Linked DNA regions of Ovis aries: region 1 is linked to region 2. The links are chromatin contacts, called in public Hi-C maps. All regions are on one chromosome and are shown on one strand. The core of a region is the stretch at or near the end of the contact, and the rest is flanking DNA. Distances in the headings are between cores, read along the strand shown.

Region 1 (3,220 bases), core at 482-2,981, 34 kb after region 2:
GTCTGGGGCGTCCAAGTCCACGTCACTTCCACCAGAGTCCGAGGCATGGGGGCTCTGAGACGCGCCAGTCCCTGGGGGTCAGGCCAGAGTGAGCCCCTAGCAGGCCAAGCACTGCCCAGCCAGGGCCCGTCCTCTCAGAAAGCCTGGGCGGTGGTGGCCGTAGAGATCAGGGCTCAGGACATCCGGGAGGGCGGCGGCGGGCAGACGCCTGAGGGAGGGCTCACCTGCGGTGGAGACGTCGGAGCTACCTGGGGAGGGCGCCCCCGCGCCAAAGCTGCCTGGGTAGGTGGGGCTGGCCTGCCTGCAGTCCTCGAGCATCTCCTGGGCGAAGGGGCTTTCCTGGTCTGGGGGCAGGGGGTGAGTGGTCAGAGGGGGCCCTGGCTCTCCCAGCTGGGGGCCGTCAGGCTGGGGAAGGATGGAGGAGGGGCTCTCACCAAAGGGGCCTTGCTCCCCGAGAGGCTCCTGGAGGGCCAGGCTGTCCTTCTCCAGAAGCTCCATGATCCAGCTGAGCTCGTCGGGGAAGCTGGAAGCTGAGGATGAGGGGGTCAGAGCCCAGAGAGTCGGCTCCCCTTCCTTCCCCTCCCCGGGGCAACCAGCCTCCCTGCCGGGGTAGGGGTACTCACTGAGGTCCCAGAGCTGTGAGTAGAGCTGGTCCCCCAGGGGTCCGAACAGCAGGCGCAGCTCCTCGGGCGCGCAGCGGCACAGGGCCGCGCCGTCCAGCTCGCAGCGCGAGAGGTCGATGGTGCCAGGGTCACACCTGTGCCGCTCCGCCTGGTAGCTGACCCAGTCCAGGACCTGCGCTTTGGACCACAACTGGGGCTGCTCCCCCAGCCAGCTGGCCTTCTCTGCAAGGGGCCAGCGCAGTCAAGGGTCAGCCCCCTCTGGCACCCGCTGGGGATTCCCGGGGTTCCCCCCCCCACCCGGACGGGGGCAGGTGGTGGTGCTCACGGCACCCTGGCCAGCACCCCCCCAGGCAGGTACCCCCAAGCCCCAACACCCCAGCCCGCCCCCTGCCCGATCCCTCCCAATCCCAGGCTCTCGCCCCAAATGCCCAGCCTCTCCTGAGACCCACCTGAGCCCTCTAGGGCCACCTGCGGGCTGCCCAGGGCCAGCACCAGGTCATCGGCCCCAAAGGTGGGCGCAGGGGGCACAGAGGCGAGAGTGGGGTCGTCCGAGCTGTACATGGTGCTGAAGTAGTTGCTGAAAACGTTGCTGATCTCACAGGTCGCAGCCATGGGGCTCCCTGGGAGCGGGGGAGGCTGGTGAGGCCGGCACCCTGCCTCACCCGCGGGCCATCCTGCTCCCACCAGGCCTGGGGCAGTTAGAGCCCCAAGGGCGGGAAGGTCAGCCTGTCTTGGGACCAGCTCTCCTCCAAAGAGGCTCCAAGGTCTCAGAGCGGAGTGAGAGCGTGTGGTGAGCAGGGCACCAGGCCGGGCTCCCTGTTCTGCCCGCCTGGGTCTGCGGGTGGGACCAGCTATCACGGCCACCGCGTCCTTCCCTTGCCGTCAGGACACGGCCCGGCACTCCCGCTTGCGCAGATTCAGAACCGAGCTCCACCGCCCCTCCCCATCCCCCGGGCCGGGCGGGGGTCCTACCGTGGCAGCTGAGGGTGTGGCAGGCAGGCCAGGGGCTGCCGGCGGAGGAAATCCAGGGGAAGGGGCCCCACCAGGTAGCCAGGTAGCCAGGTAGCCGAGGCTCTGGCTGCGCTCCCAGCGCGCTCAGTAGGGGCGTTGGAGCTCCGCCCGCACCCGGGCCTTTATAGGCGCCCGCGGTAACCTGAGCTGGCGGCTCATTGGCCGAGGGGATTTCCTGGCCTTTAGACGGGGCTCCTGGCCCAGGTGATTTGCATACTTTGTGCCACTTGGCTGGGGTCCAGGCCGCCGGTGCTGGGAAGTCAGGCCTAGCTGGTTTAATGATTGTCAGGTCCGTCACCCGCGCCCTCTGGGGCAGTGGCCTGGGCGGGCGGCCCCGGGTGGGCATGTGCCCTCTCTGCTCAGGAAATTCCTCAGGGGGGCCAGGCCGGGGCTGGGCAGAGGGGAGGGGAGGGGACGGGGGTCAGGGCTGGGTCAGGAAGGCTACCTGCAGGTCTGAGGACTAGGGCAGGCAGGTAGGCAGGGAAGGCGCGGAGGTCTGGGGCAACAGTCAGGGCTGCTGGATGGGCGGCCGCAGGGCCAGCCACGGGCCCACCGCTGGCAGGAGGCTGGGGGCAAGGTCTCGGCACCCCCTGCCTGCCTGATGCCACCTGAGCCTCAGGGTTGCTGCAGCCGTGTCTGGGGGCCCTGGCGCTGTCAGAAGGACCCCCCCACTGTCCCCGACAGAGCTGCCTCTGGGGCCACCGAGCGAGGGGCCAGCCCCGTGCGGCCGTGTTTACCCCTCTGCGTAGCAGACCGGCATAGGCCTGCTGCCCCCTAGCGTCAGAGGCCCGGCTCCCTGGGCCCAGCTGGGTGCTCTTCAGGGAGCAGGCCCCATCTGACCCTCAGCAGGGCCCTCAAGGTGGCAGCTGGCGGCCCACAGACTCGCCCGGGCCAGGGGGGCTGGTGAAGTGGGGCTGAGGTCTGAATCCCCAGCTGGTGCTCCCCGCAGACACCCTCGCCCTCCCTGTGGGCAGGGGACCCCTCCGACCACGGCCCCTCCATGAGCTCATTCGTAACCACAAGGGCTGTCCCGAGACCACGCAGGCCTGCGTGGGGGCAGCCAGGGGTCTCCTCCATTTCCCACCCTTGAAGACAAGGCTCTGTGGGCCTAATAGCCCTGAGTCTCCTCCGGACGTTTTTTTAACGCATCAGAGACACGACATCTGAGCACCCCTCGCCGCCCTCCTTGGTCTGCACCAGGGCTGGGGCGGCCACCTGCTCAGTCTCCTGAGTGAGGACACCCCCGCCTTGCTTTAACCCCCGGTAGGACAGATGCCCCTCTCCGGCACTGAGGTCCCAGCCCTTCCCTTGGCCCAGACGTGGGGGCCAGGCCAGACTGGGGTGAAGGGGGGCAGGTTGCAGGGGAGAGCTCCCCAGCCCTCCAGGCAGCCTCCCCCACAGCCCGAGGCACGCCCTCTACCCCAGCCCTGGAATGCGGGCGAACCGGCTCCAGCCTCAGGACGGCTCACGCTCACGTGCTCCTGAGCCGGCCCTCCAGGGCAGCGGCTGTGGCTGTGACCCAGGAGGGCCTTGGCGAGGGCAGGCCTGCAGGGGCTGCGCGGGAGGAGCGGGCAGACACGCCTTCC
Region 2 (3,167 bases), core at 110-2,609:
ACTCCACACAGACAAGCAGCCACTCGCCGTTTCCCCAACCACCCACTGCGCCTGTGTGTTCTCAGGCGCTCAGTCGTGTCCGACTCTTTGCGACCCTCTGGACTGTGGCCCACAAGGCTCCTCTGTCCGTGGGATTCTCCAGGCAAGAATGCTGGGGTGGGTTGCCGAGCCCTCTTCCAGGGCCTCCTCCTGACCCAGGCATCGAACCTGCGTCTCTTGTTCCCCTGCCTGGGCAGGCGGGCTCTTTACCCCTGAGCCGCCTGGGAAGCCCCAGGCCCCGGCAGCCTGACCCCACGTCCTGTCTCCGTGCATCTCCTGTTCTGGGTGTTTCTTGTCAATGGAGTCCCACAACAGGCGGCCCTTTGTGACTGGCTCCTCTCATTTTGCGTGATGCTTCTAAGGTCCGTCCGCATCGTAGCATGGAGTGATGCCCTACTTTTACGGGTGAATGATATTGTTTCATGGATAGACCACGTTTCGTTTCTCCGTTTATCAACCGACATTTCCCTCTTATGAATAAAGCATCTATGAGTGTCCACGCGCAAGGCTGTGTGAGCTCTCTTGCCTGAGAGTGAAATTGCTGGGTCGCGTAATCATAAGATCTTCACCATTTTGAGGAACTACTAGACTCTTCCAAAGTGGCTGCACCCTTTTCCGATACAGTCCCCCCAGCACTGCAGGAGGCTCCAGCTTCTCCACATCCTAGCCAAGTGCTTGTTGTCTGTCTTTTGCTCTGTTTTTTGGCCGCCCTGCGTGGAATCTTAGTTCCGCAACCAGGAATTTTATTTTGTTTACGTTTGTTTGTTTGGCTGAGCCGAGTCTTGGTTGCAGCATTGGGATCTCCAGTTGCGACATGCGCACTCTCAGCTGTGGGATACAGGCCCCTGACCAGGAATTGAACCGGGCCTCCTGCACTGGCACAGTGGAGTATTAGCCACTGGCCCACCGGGGAAGCCCCTGTGTTTTTGCTCGAAGCCGTCCTGGTGAGTGTGAAGCTGCGGCTTTGATTTGCGTTTCCCTAACCTGCTGATGATGTTGGCGTCTTTTCAGGCCTTAAAAATTTTGGCTCAGAAGTAAAACGATCCATTGTAGTGGTGCTCATACATGCTTGAGCCTTAGAACTGTTAGATGAGAGTTTACCGGAAGGTCTAAAACACAAAACAAGCAGTATGCGAGCTGGGGCCAGGGCGCTTTGCAGGGCGAGAAGGGAGCAGGGCTGGAGCCACCCTGCTGGGCATCCACCCAGAGCCCCCGCCTGCACCGGAATCTCCCCAAGACAACTACAACTCTGTCAGCCACTGACCAGGCAACATCACAAGATGACCAAGAAGACAGGGCAGTAACAGGGAGTGACCGATCACCCAGTGAGCGGGGCTGAGCGAGCGTGTTTTCTAAACAAAACAGAGCAACAGGCTCTGAAGACAGAACGTTGGGAAATCCTGTTTTCATTCAACAAATACTAACTGAATGCCCTTCCTGCCCGATTCCTAGGTTCTGGAGATTAAGGCCCTGGTCTCGCAGACAGCAGACAAGCAGAACAAGGACGTCAGGCAGGAATTAGGAGTCAGCAGGGCTGAGAGCCCGGGCAGGGACCGGTGGCCCCTGACTCCTGTGTTTGGCCCCGGCGGGTCTCAGTGCTGCGTGTGGGATCTTTAGCCGCCACATGCGGGCCCTGGTGCCCTGACCAGGGATGGAACCCGGGCCCCTGCTTTGCTGGCACAGCGTCTTAGCCCCTGGACCACCTCGGAAGTCCTGACATCTACTTAGGTGAGGACGTCCGGGATGCCTAAGAAGGTGATGTTTAAACTGAGAGCGGGAAGATGGGAAGGCAGAGGAACAGTTGATGCCAGGCTCCCCGCAGGACCCGGCAGGACCTGCCCAGGGAGCCCTGGGAAGCCCCAGCCACTCTGGGTCAGGCTAAAGATTCTGATTTCGAGTGCGATAGGAAGCTGTGGGGGTGTTAAGTGGAAAGAATGCTGTGGGCTTACCGTTTTCTTAGAATAAACTTTTGCCTAGGGGTGGAGTTTAGAATAATGTTAACTTTCTAGAAAAATGAGGGATCCTCCCAAGTTCGTCACGTCCCTCAGCAGCACCTTAGGTCACGTTTGGTGCGCGTGTCAGGGAGTGTGAGCCCGCCCTCCGCAGCTCACACCGTCCACGCTGAATGCAGGCACCCTTAGTCTTTACCTAACGTCCTTTTTCCTGCTCCCAGATCCCGTCCAGGGGCCGCGTGACCTATAGGTGTCACGTCTTCTCAGACTCCCCTTGGCTGCACCATTTTCCCAGACTTCCTCGCTTTGCTGCTGTTTGCTTTAACGGCTGTGTCACCTTGCTTCCCTGTTTCTGGCCGTGCTGGGCCTCCACTGCCGCGCGAGGGCTTTCCCTGGCTGTCGTGAGCGGGGGCTGCTCCCCAGCAGCACTGTGTGGGCTCTCCCCTAGAGGACTCCTCTCGCTGTGGAGCGCGCCTGACCGGCTTCATGTTGGCTGACCAGGGCTTAGCCATGGCCTGAAGGGTCCTCACTGCGTCCTGCACAGTCGTCTGTGGGCTTCTCTCTCGTTGGAGCACCTGGGCTCAGTGGTTGCAGCCCTCAGGCTTAGTTTCCTAGTGACATGTAAGATCTTATTTCTCTGACCCGGAATCGAACCTGTGCCCCTCGCATTGGGAGGTTGACTCATAACTGCTGGAGACCAGGGGAGTCCCAGGCTTTCCTTGCTTTCGACAGCCTTGGCAGTGTGAGACTGCCGGTGAGATATCCTGGAAAAGGCTCCTCAGTTGTGGTTTGCTGATGTTTCTCATGCAATACAAACATGGTTGAAAGGAGGGCTGGGTGTCGAGAGCCATCCAATGGGGCAGCATTTACTTATTGCAGAATCAGTTCAGTTCAATTCAGTTACTCAGTCGTGTCCGACTCTTTGTGACCCCATGGACTGCAGCACGCCAGGCTTCCCTGTCCATCACCAACTCCTGAAGTTTACTCATATCCATCGAGTGGGTGATGCCATCCAACCATCTCATCCTCTGTCGTCCCCTTCTCCTCCTGACTTCTATCTTTCCCAGCATCAGGGTCTTTTCAAATGAGTCACTGGCCAAAGTATTGGAATTTCAGCTTCAGCATCAGTCCTTCCAATGAATATTCAGGGTTGATTTCCTTTAGGATGGACTGGTT

The links. Hi-C and Micro-C count contacts between places; a contact is called where the count stands out from the background.
Region 1: a Hi-C map of tail adipose tissue shows a contact between it and region 2, with 3 times the contacts expected there. The contact joins the promoter of ELF3 here to the enhancer-like site in region 2. A contact is called at or near these places in 4 of 16 Hi-C or Micro-C datasets (hypothalamus, liver, retroperitoneal adipose tissue and 1 more).

The regions. Positions count from the first base shown.
Region 1 is chr12:79,891,409-79,894,628 of ARS-UI_Ramb_v3.0, forward strand. It overlaps ELF3 (E74 like ETS transcription factor 3), which reads right to left and starts at 1,732. Exons shown (of 9, transcript XM_027976036.2): 1 at 1,596-1,732; 2 at 1,073-1,243; 3 at 624-845; 4 at 435-530; 5 at 225-344; 6 at 1-71. The coding sequence starts at 1,235.
Region 2 is chr12:79,857,687-79,860,853 of ARS-UI_Ramb_v3.0, forward strand. It overlaps LOC105610032 (basic salivary proline-rich protein 1-like), which reads left to right. Exons shown (of 3, transcript XM_060396809.1): 1 at 1-983; 2 at 1,492-1,767. Among named protein-coding and RNA genes, the nearest start is that of GPR37L1, 25 kb to the left of the region's middle. Within about 2 kb of position 1,360, at least 1 of the 54 cell types and tissues checked has an H3K27ac peak or open chromatin away from gene starts, as enhancers often do. A contact at or near this core is called in tail adipose tissue, where this site is marked.